Regions from separate parts of the Callithrix jacchus genome. Here region 1 is linked to region 2. Evidence: chromatin contacts called from public Hi-C data. All regions are on one chromosome and are shown on one strand. Each heading gives the region's core, a stretch centred on a gene start, on an enhancer-like site or on the middle of the called end of the contact. The rest is flanking DNA. Distances are from core to core; before and after follow the strand shown. Region 1 holds the start of PITPNM2 (phosphatidylinositol transfer protein membrane associated 2). Region 2 holds the start of ARL6IP4 (ARF like GTPase 6 interacting protein 4).

Region 1 (4,082 bases), core at 1,451-3,950, 170 kb before region 2:
TCTCTCAGAAAGCATATGCTTTGATATTTGAAGTGTGTAATAGATTGGAACTATCAGTCACTTATTTTAAAAAAGTTTATTTTTTCTTCATAGCTGTGAAGAGGAAAACCAAGGAAAATTCTTTCTGCTGTCTTTCCCTTTGGTAATGCTTATCTTACGAACACTCAACTGAAAAAAAAACACTCAAAAGTAGGAAAGATGGCAGTTTGAAATAGCAGCTATTATTCCAGGGAAGTAAACTATTTTTGTTGTTGGTTTGGGGCTGTGCTGCAGGTATTAATAGTAAAAAAAAAAAAAAAAAAAAAAACCTAAGCAAATCTGCCACTTCTGGGAAGTGCCTTCTAAAATGCAAATAGAAAGTGAACTCTCTCCTGATGCCTGGATCTGCCTCCTTCCTTTCCATATTTAAGCCTGTTTGCAGGAGCTACTCCTGAGGTATGGAAATGGCCTTTGGGACTGAAGGACTTTTCCAACTGAAGCAGCAGCAGATATAGCTTAAGTGCACAGCTAGGACTGTGCAGAGCTGGGCTCGAGACAAGAGAGGAGAGACTTGGAGCCAGAGAGACCTGGGTCACATCCTAGCACAGGCCTGCCTTCCTCAGCTGTAAGATGAAATAAGAAAACTCCTTTCATTAAGGAAACTTTTGTAAAGTGCCTGGTACTTAGTAAGTGCTCAAGAAATACTACATTTCACATTCATTGAGTTAATAGGTTTTGAGGGAGCATACCCTTTTTTTTTTTTTTTTGAGATAAAGTCTAGCTCTATCTGTTGCCTAGGCTGGAGTGCAGTGGTGCAATCTTGGCTAAGTGCAACCTGTCTCCCTGGTTCAAGCCATTCTCCTGCCTCAGCCTCCCCAGTATCTGGGATTACAGATGTGCAACACCATGCCCAGCTAATTTTTGTATTTTCAGTAGAGACAGGTTCTCACCATGTTGGCCAGTCTTGAATTCCTGACCTCAAATGATCCGCCCACCTTGGCCTCCCAAAATGTTGGGATTACAGGCGTGAGCCACCGAGCCCAGCCTTGAGGTAGCATACTTTTTAAAATAAAGTAGATTATGTCCCAAGTAGTTGACTTAAAAACTGCCTTGGACTGACATTTCTGTTTGCTGGTCTAAGATGTTCTCTTCATCCTTTGCAAAAAACAAACTTTTTTTGGAGTTTAAATTGAGCCTTCCCTCTGGTGTGTGTGGTTTTTCTTTTAAGGATCAAAAACTTTAAAAACCTGTCAAGTGTAAGTTCAGAAAGCACTTTGGTCTTAATTGGTGACTTGGGGGTTATTTGATATAGATATAGGTGTTCTGTTTTCCTAAAAGTTATTGCCAGTATCCTCCAAATAATTGCCCCTTCTAAAGGTGATGGTCTGTGAGCAGAACCACACATAGGAAGTGCCTCCCAGTGGGCATTAGGAGATGTACGTGGAGCCTAGGACTTAGTCTGTGATAGCCAACCAGAAAGTGTCCCCTTCTAACCCAGAAAAGCCACGTGCTTTGCTGGATGGTGTTTGAATTCTGAACTTTGCACCTACATATGTAGTAAAAGCAGGCACTTGTCACTTTAATTTTAAGAGATCTCAGAAGTTTTTGCTGGATTTCAGTGTGTCACTTGTGCTATGAGTCTTTAAGAAGCTTTAAAAAATAAATGCATACCTGTAGCCTTTTAGGATTCATACAGGTAGATTATATTTACCTGTCATGAGGGACAGGTAAATGGCTGACAGTTTCAGGTTTGATTAAACCCACTATATTGCACAAATTTTGCTGGAAATAGTTTCCTGCCCTGCCAAGAGTTCTGTGGTAGTTTGATAATAAACTACCCCAGTATTCTTAGGAGCTGTGTGAGTTACCAAGTCTTTTCTGCCTGATTTGTGCTTTATTTCCATAGACCCCTCAGATATGTGAGGAATAAAGCCATAAATGTGCATTTGCTGGACATTATATACCATGTCATCTCTAGGACTACAGATTTCAAGGATAATTTTTCCTCACATCTAACAATTTCACTGTAACAGTGACCAATAATGTGAAACATGTGCTTTTCACCGTGCTGCTGGTGGGTAGACAAGCGCTTGCTGCAGTCGTCTCTGAATCTAGGCAGATCCTAGAGTCACCAGGCTGTGAGCTCCGCGGGAGCAGGGACCATCTCTCTCTCTTGCACCATAGGCACTCAATAAATACTCGAGGCTGTAAACTGGCGTGTGGCCTTCGTGTGTTTATTCCCGCTGGCTGGCTGCGGGAGCAGGTTGGTTGTGATGTGAAGTCCCAGGCATAGAGAGGTCCTCGAGTTACGGATTAAGGGGTGTCTATCCAGGAGCACAGTTCCCTCTGTGGGCTCCGCAGATCTTTCTGGATGGATCCTAGGGTACCTCTTAGTGGCGGGAAAGAGTTGAGGGGTTCAAGGTGATGATGGGACGCCTTGGCCCGCCTCGGCGTGGTCATGGTCAGGGGCATCTGGAGGCGAGTCGGGAACGATGGCTTTCCTGGCCTGTGCCGCTGGGTTCTGCCATGACCCCAGGAGGTGAGCAGCCGCCAGGGGCTCGGCCTCCGGCTCCATCTGGGGGCATCTCCGCCGACTTAATTTTAGCTTGTCCTCGCCCCTCCAGGGGAGCACTGCAGTCTCCTCTGCCTTATAAGGTGATAGTAGGGATGGGTCTCCCATCACTAAGTTTTAGGTGTGCCCTGTTTAGTTCCATGACTTCAGATTTTGCCAGACAAGTCCACCCTGGCTGAACCTAACAAACACCTCATGTTTCTAAGGAATGTCACCAGGCGCCCTCCCGGTGCTCTGGTGTTCACATTAGAGAGCCCTGTCGTGCCGGATCTTCGGGATGAAGCTGTTCGTGACTCTATTCCAGCTCCTCCCTGAGGTGGGGACCGAGGTGGCTGCGCTCCCGGCTCTGCCGTTCCCTGGGCCGCGGCCCCGGGTTCCTGAGGGGAGAGCGCGGACCCGGCGTGTGGCGAGCATTACGCCTGGGGCTGGGCTTCGGTGAGCTGCCCGCCGCGCTCTGCCCCCTGGTTTGCCATTTCACTCCTAAGAAACTTCATTTTTTAAAATGAGGCTGTTTTAAGAGTCACAGTGACCTCAAGTCGGCCGGTTCCCGCCTCCGAGTGCGCTCGGCTGCTGCGGACGGTGGGCGAAGAGCCGGGGTGGGGACCCGCGCCGCCGCCCCCGAGTCCAGTCCCGGGGCCTGCGGACACGGGCGAGCCGGGGAGGAGCGGGGGCGCCGCGGCGGGGCTGAAGAGCCAGGCGGGCTGCCCGAATCGGAGAGGTTTCTTCCGGCGGAGGCGGCGGGGCCGGGCCGGGACTCCGCAGGGACGCGCGCCCGCCGCCGCCGCCGCCGCCGCTCCCCCGCGCGGCCTGAGGAGGCGCCGCCGCCACTGAGGGAATGCGAGCCCGGCCCGGCGCGCGCGGGCAGCAGCGGCAGCTGGGGCGCGCGGGGTACGGCGGCGCCGCGGCGTAGAGCTGTCCAGCCGGCCCCGGCAGCCCGCCCGCTCGGCGCTTCCTCCTCAGCCCGCGGCCGCCTCAGCGAGAGCCGCCTGTCAGCACGTGCGCCGCCGCCGCCGCCCGCCCGCGACGCCCGGGAGCAATGCCCGCCCGGGCCCTGCCGCTCGCCCGGGGCCAGCAGGCGGCGGGGGCGCGCGGGGCGCAGCCGGCCGGGCCGGGGCCGCGGGGCGGGCGCTCCCCGTGAAGCGGCGTAAGGTGGCGGCGGCCCATCCCGGGCCGAAGAGGACGGAGCCCGCAGCCGAGCCGAGCGGGGTGAGTGAGTCCGGGCAGCCGCTCCCCAGGCCCGCGGGCGAGTCCCGCAGTGCCGGGCGCCGGCCGGGGACCTGGGGACCTGGGGCGGCGGCTCGCGGAGAGGCCCCGGCCCGCTGGCCCGCGGAGCCGCCGAGGCGGGAGGGAAGAGCGGAGACCCGGGCAGGGAGGAGGGTGTGGCGTGCGGGAACCCCGCTCCGGAGACCGTCCGAGCCTGGTCTCAGTGAGTCGCCCGCCCCGGATTCGTCCCCGAAACGCTGATTTCCGAATTTCCGTCGGTCGTGGCCGCGTGGGGGACCCCCGCCAGGGACAAGTGTCACAGCGGTCG
Region 2 (4,160 bases), core at 833-3,332:
AGAGGCCAATCCATGGGGGAAAGGTCACCAGCACCCACTAGGCTTCCCATCGCCACCCTGAGGCCTGCCCAGGCTGGGCTGCCAGCACTGTCCACAGGCCTTGGCCAGCCGGGGCCCTCAGGGAAGCAACCCAGCTCGCATCTGGAAGGCCAGACCGTCCCCTCGGGTGGCTTGCTGGGGAAAAAAGCACATAGGAGGAGGGGGACATCACAAACAGAGCTGGGGGTGGAGGGCAGGCAGAGGGGCCACACCCACCTTGTTGATCTCTCTGTGTCGTTCTTTGGTTACGATTTCCTCTAGGACCTCGCCATCTCCCTTAATAAGCCTGAGGGTAGGAGGGTCTCCATTCAGCAAGGAATAGGCAGGTCCCCTAATGCCAGAGCAGCAGAACCAGAAACAGCTGGCATAGGGGTCCCAGGGTTCCCGCCTGCTCTATCATCCTTGGGCATGGATGAAAGCAGCCGAGGTGGGCTCTGTCTTGCCAGCCTCAGCCTGGCCAACAACAGCCATCTGAAGAGTGTTCTCCAGGCCCTTCCAGCCTCTGCAACTGTTTATTCTGGGCAACAGGGAAGAAGGGCTGAGACACACATCACACGTGTCTTTTTGCCAACACTTGGCTTTTTTCAAGCAGCAGCAACCCCGCCCCAGCCCCGCTCCTCCTGAGAGCACACATCTTAGGCCAACACTGCCAGACCCCGGGGTGTTAAGTCAGATCAAGGGCTCCCCACCTGGTGCGTCCCGTCTCAGGGTCCACCACCTTTCGGATGACACTCTGCCGGGCATCCCACTCCTCCTTGGTCATGGGCTTCATGGCCTGGATTCGGGACTTCTGCTCATCTGTCAGGACTGGAAGGGAAGATGGAGGTGGTGGTCAGGCCTCCAGGAGGGACCTTCTCCCTCTCAGGCTCTGGGCCGCACAGTACCTGGGCCATCCTCTTCCTCCCCAGCTGATCGGTGCCACTGGTCCAGTGAGGGACCCGGCAGAGCCTCCACCTGCTGTGCTTCCGCCTTCTCCTTGCCCTTCTTCTTCAGCTTCTTCCTCTTCTTCTTCTTCTTCCTCCTCCTCCTCTTGTCCCTGTGCTTCCCCCGCTTCTTCCGGCCACCACTGGAGGACGAGGAGGAGGACGAGGAGGAAGAAGAGCTAGAAGAACCGGAAGAAGAGGAGGAGCTGGATCGTGGTCTCCGGGCCTTGTGCTTGCTTCTCTCTGTGATGCAGGGAGAAGGTGAGGCTGGAAGGCTGGGAGGGGAAGAAGTAAACCTTCATCCCCTGCTCTGGCCTGGGTCAGGCCGTCTACAGGGTGAGCACCTCCTGCGGGGCTTTCCAGAGCAGAGATGGAGCTTCCCAGAGGAGTCCCTTCCCGGCTCCCGGGGCGCCCGGCCCAGCTGCACAGAGGCAAGACTGAGAGGCCACGACCCCGGCTAGCCCCGACTGGGAAGTGGCCACGCCTCCTCTCCCCAATGCCGGTGGTCCTCACCCTCCGCCCCAAGGGCCGCGCTGCCCTTGCAACCTTGGGATTCCGAGGCCGAGCAGTTCCTTGAGGTGTCCTTCCTGCTCTTCTTCTTTCTCTTTTCCGATCCCCGCCCCCGGGACCGGCTGCGACTCCTCGAGCGCTTGCGGGAGCCCACGTGAGCCATGGCGCTGCGGGCTGGCGATGGGAAGGACGCGCTTGAGCCAAGGCCCAGCAGGCCAGCCGCGGGCGGGCTCTAGCGGGGCCGGGGCCTCGCGACGCCGGGTACCCGTCACCACCCTGGGAAAATGCGCGACCCTCACTCACCCCCACCGCTGGGGACCCCGGCTTCTCCGCCGACTCCAGTTCCCTCAGCTGCGCCTATTAAGGGTCCGCCCCCACCCGGGCGCCCCACGCCTCCGCACCCGGCTCGGGGGCCCGTGGGAACTGGCCACTATCCGCCGCGAGTGGCGTCTGGGGCGCCTTCCCGCGCGCTCCTACCCTCTAGCCCTGCGTCCCACGTGGCCTCGCTGCCTCAAGGAGGCCCCCGAGGCTGCTCCACTCCCACCTCCGCCACCCTGCGGGGCCGTAGCGCCTGCCCTGCGTCTTCTAGAGAGGAAGCGGCGGCGAGAAGGCTTCCGGCCGGGGCGCTGCGCGGGAGGCTGTCCGGCCGGGAAGCGCGGCGCCACTGCCTTTCGTTCTGATGCCCCAGGTTCCCTTTCGGGCGCGCCCACCTCCTGCAGAGGTGAGCGTGGTCGCCGGCCCTCGGGCTCGGCAGCCCCTCACGTCTGTCTCTGCCGAAGCTTAGCCCGCTTCCAAGGCTGTCCTCTGGGCGCGCGCCCGCAGCACTCGGATCCCGGGTGCCATGGGAAGAAGTCGACCCTTGCGCGCGCCGCCCTCCTCCCGGCTGGTCCTGTCCTCTCCATCAAACTGCGAGCTCTGAGCTGAGGCGCCCTAGTCTTTCCGACGTACCCACCCAGTGATTCAGGGATAACAAACTCGTGTCCGTAGGGGCCAGAGAGATCTTGGCAGTGAGCCGCGGGCATGGACCACAGGCCCGTCCGGAGGGAAGCCGGGATTCCGCTCCATCTGATCCGTGCAACGTGGCATGGGGCCAGTGCCCCACCTTCCCAGGGAAACCAAACTCAAGACTGCAGTATGGAAGCCCCCTGGTTTTCAAATGTGCAACCCAAAGCGTCGCTGTGGCGTCATTCAATCTCGGGCCCCCAAGGTGTAATTCACAGTGACAGCTGAAACAAAGAGGGCTCTTTGCAAAGCACTTTATAAACGTCTGCGCATTTGACTCTCAGAACAGCTCTAGGAGGTAGGTGCTCTTCACATGAGGAAACCAAGGCACCAAAAGGTGAAGGCTCACCCAAAGCCACACAAAGTGTGGAAGTGGCATAAGCAGAATGGGAACCTGGGCAGCCTGGTTCCTGGCCCTGCCATTCACCCCTCTGCCATCTAGAAGATGCTACTGCTGGTCCACCCAAGTCCACTGAGGGTGCTGTCTCTGCTGCTGAGAATTCACAACTGTGCTGTCTGTGGAGGCTTCTCTTGGCCACTGGAAGCCACCCTGCCCTGGAGATAAGTGTCTGGGAAGTTACTCATCCCTCCCTCATCCAGGAGCCACTAACCAATGCTGTGGGTACACTGCAGAACTGTGGGCTCTGCCTGAAGCTCCCCGAGGGCCCAGCTGAGGCTGGACTTCCTCTGAAGCCACTTCCTTGCCCACCTGCTCCCTGCCCTCCCCTGCTTTCCTCACTCCCTTGCTGAAGCCTCATTCCAGACTCCGCTTCCAACAAACCTGAACTAAAGCAGCCTGTTTGCCCAGAGGATAACCCAGAATCTGGCACAGCCTTGGGCCAAGAAGTGCAGTAGGCTGCAGGGAGTTAATTTCTGCCACCAGCCCAAGGTGACGGAGCCCTCACCTGCCCTGCCACCCCCACACTGGGTCCAAGTAGGCTCAGGTGAGTGCACACACATCCACTGTGGCAGGCTCCTCTCGGGTGAAGCCATCACCGAAGCCCTCGTCGTCCACCAGATCAGGCTTACGGCAGCACATGGGACAGAGGCGGTTGCGCACAGAAGATGCGCGGAGCCAGATGACAAGGTTCCAGCGCTCACCAGTGGCCAAGGGCCGGGCCCCATGCAGCTGGCCGCCCCGGTGCAGGATGCCCTGGCCTACCACGTGCTCAACCTCCAGGGGCTCCGTCAGGGCTGTGGGTGCCTGCAGATGGCATGGCTCAGGCCTGGGCCCTCACAGCTGCCCCAGGCGCTGCCCCATGGGACACACACTCACCTGGAAGAAGCCCCCGAAATACAGGGTGCCCCCTGTGAAGACCTTGCCCAGGGCCACATTGAGAGTGAGCTCAGCATTATCATAGTGGCAGCCTAGCTCCAGATCCTGGCCCAGTGCGTATTTGACCACAAAAGCCCGGTGGCTGTCGAGCTGGCCCCCTCCACAGTCGGGGTACAGCAGGGCCATCAGCGGCTGCAGGAAGCGCTCCCGAAGTGGGGTCACCAGCGGCTCGTCCAGCCCAAGCTCGTGCAGCAGCACCTGGGAGGGGATTCCTGGGGTCAGGAAAACTGGGAGGCTGCAACCCTGGGGCTCCACTCTGCCTCAATCCCACTGTGACCTTATTTCGCAGCCTGGGCAGGCAGCCCATCTGCAGCACCTCCCACACTGCCTCCTGACTGCAGCTGCCCCTC

The links. Hi-C and Micro-C count contacts between places; a contact is called where the count stands out from the background.
Region 1: a Hi-C map of skeletal muscle shows a contact between it and region 2, with 4 times the contacts expected there. The contact joins the promoter of PITPNM2 here to the promoter of ARL6IP4 in region 2. A contact is called at or near these places in 2 of 3 Hi-C or Micro-C datasets (both in skeletal muscle).

Annotation. Positions count from the first base shown.
Region 1 is chr9:126,327,597-126,331,678 of calJac240_pri, reverse strand. PITPNM2 (phosphatidylinositol transfer protein membrane associated 2) reads left to right here and starts at 2,700. Exons shown (of 27, transcript XM_078337577.1): 1 at 2,700-2,867.
Region 2 is chr9:126,156,881-126,161,040 of calJac240_pri, reverse strand. ARL6IP4 (ARF like GTPase 6 interacting protein 4) reads right to left here and starts at 2,082. Exons shown (of 6, transcript XM_078337618.1): 1 at 1,776-2,082; 2 at 1,509-1,646; 3 at 924-1,205; 4 at 729-846; 5 at 256-325; 6 at 1-174. The coding sequence starts at 1,635. The coding sequence ends at 118. OGFOD2 (2-oxoglutarate and iron dependent oxygenase domain containing 2) reads right to left here. Exons shown (of 7, transcript XM_078337614.1): 6 at 3,751-4,008; 7 at 2,717-3,678. The coding sequence ends at 3,415.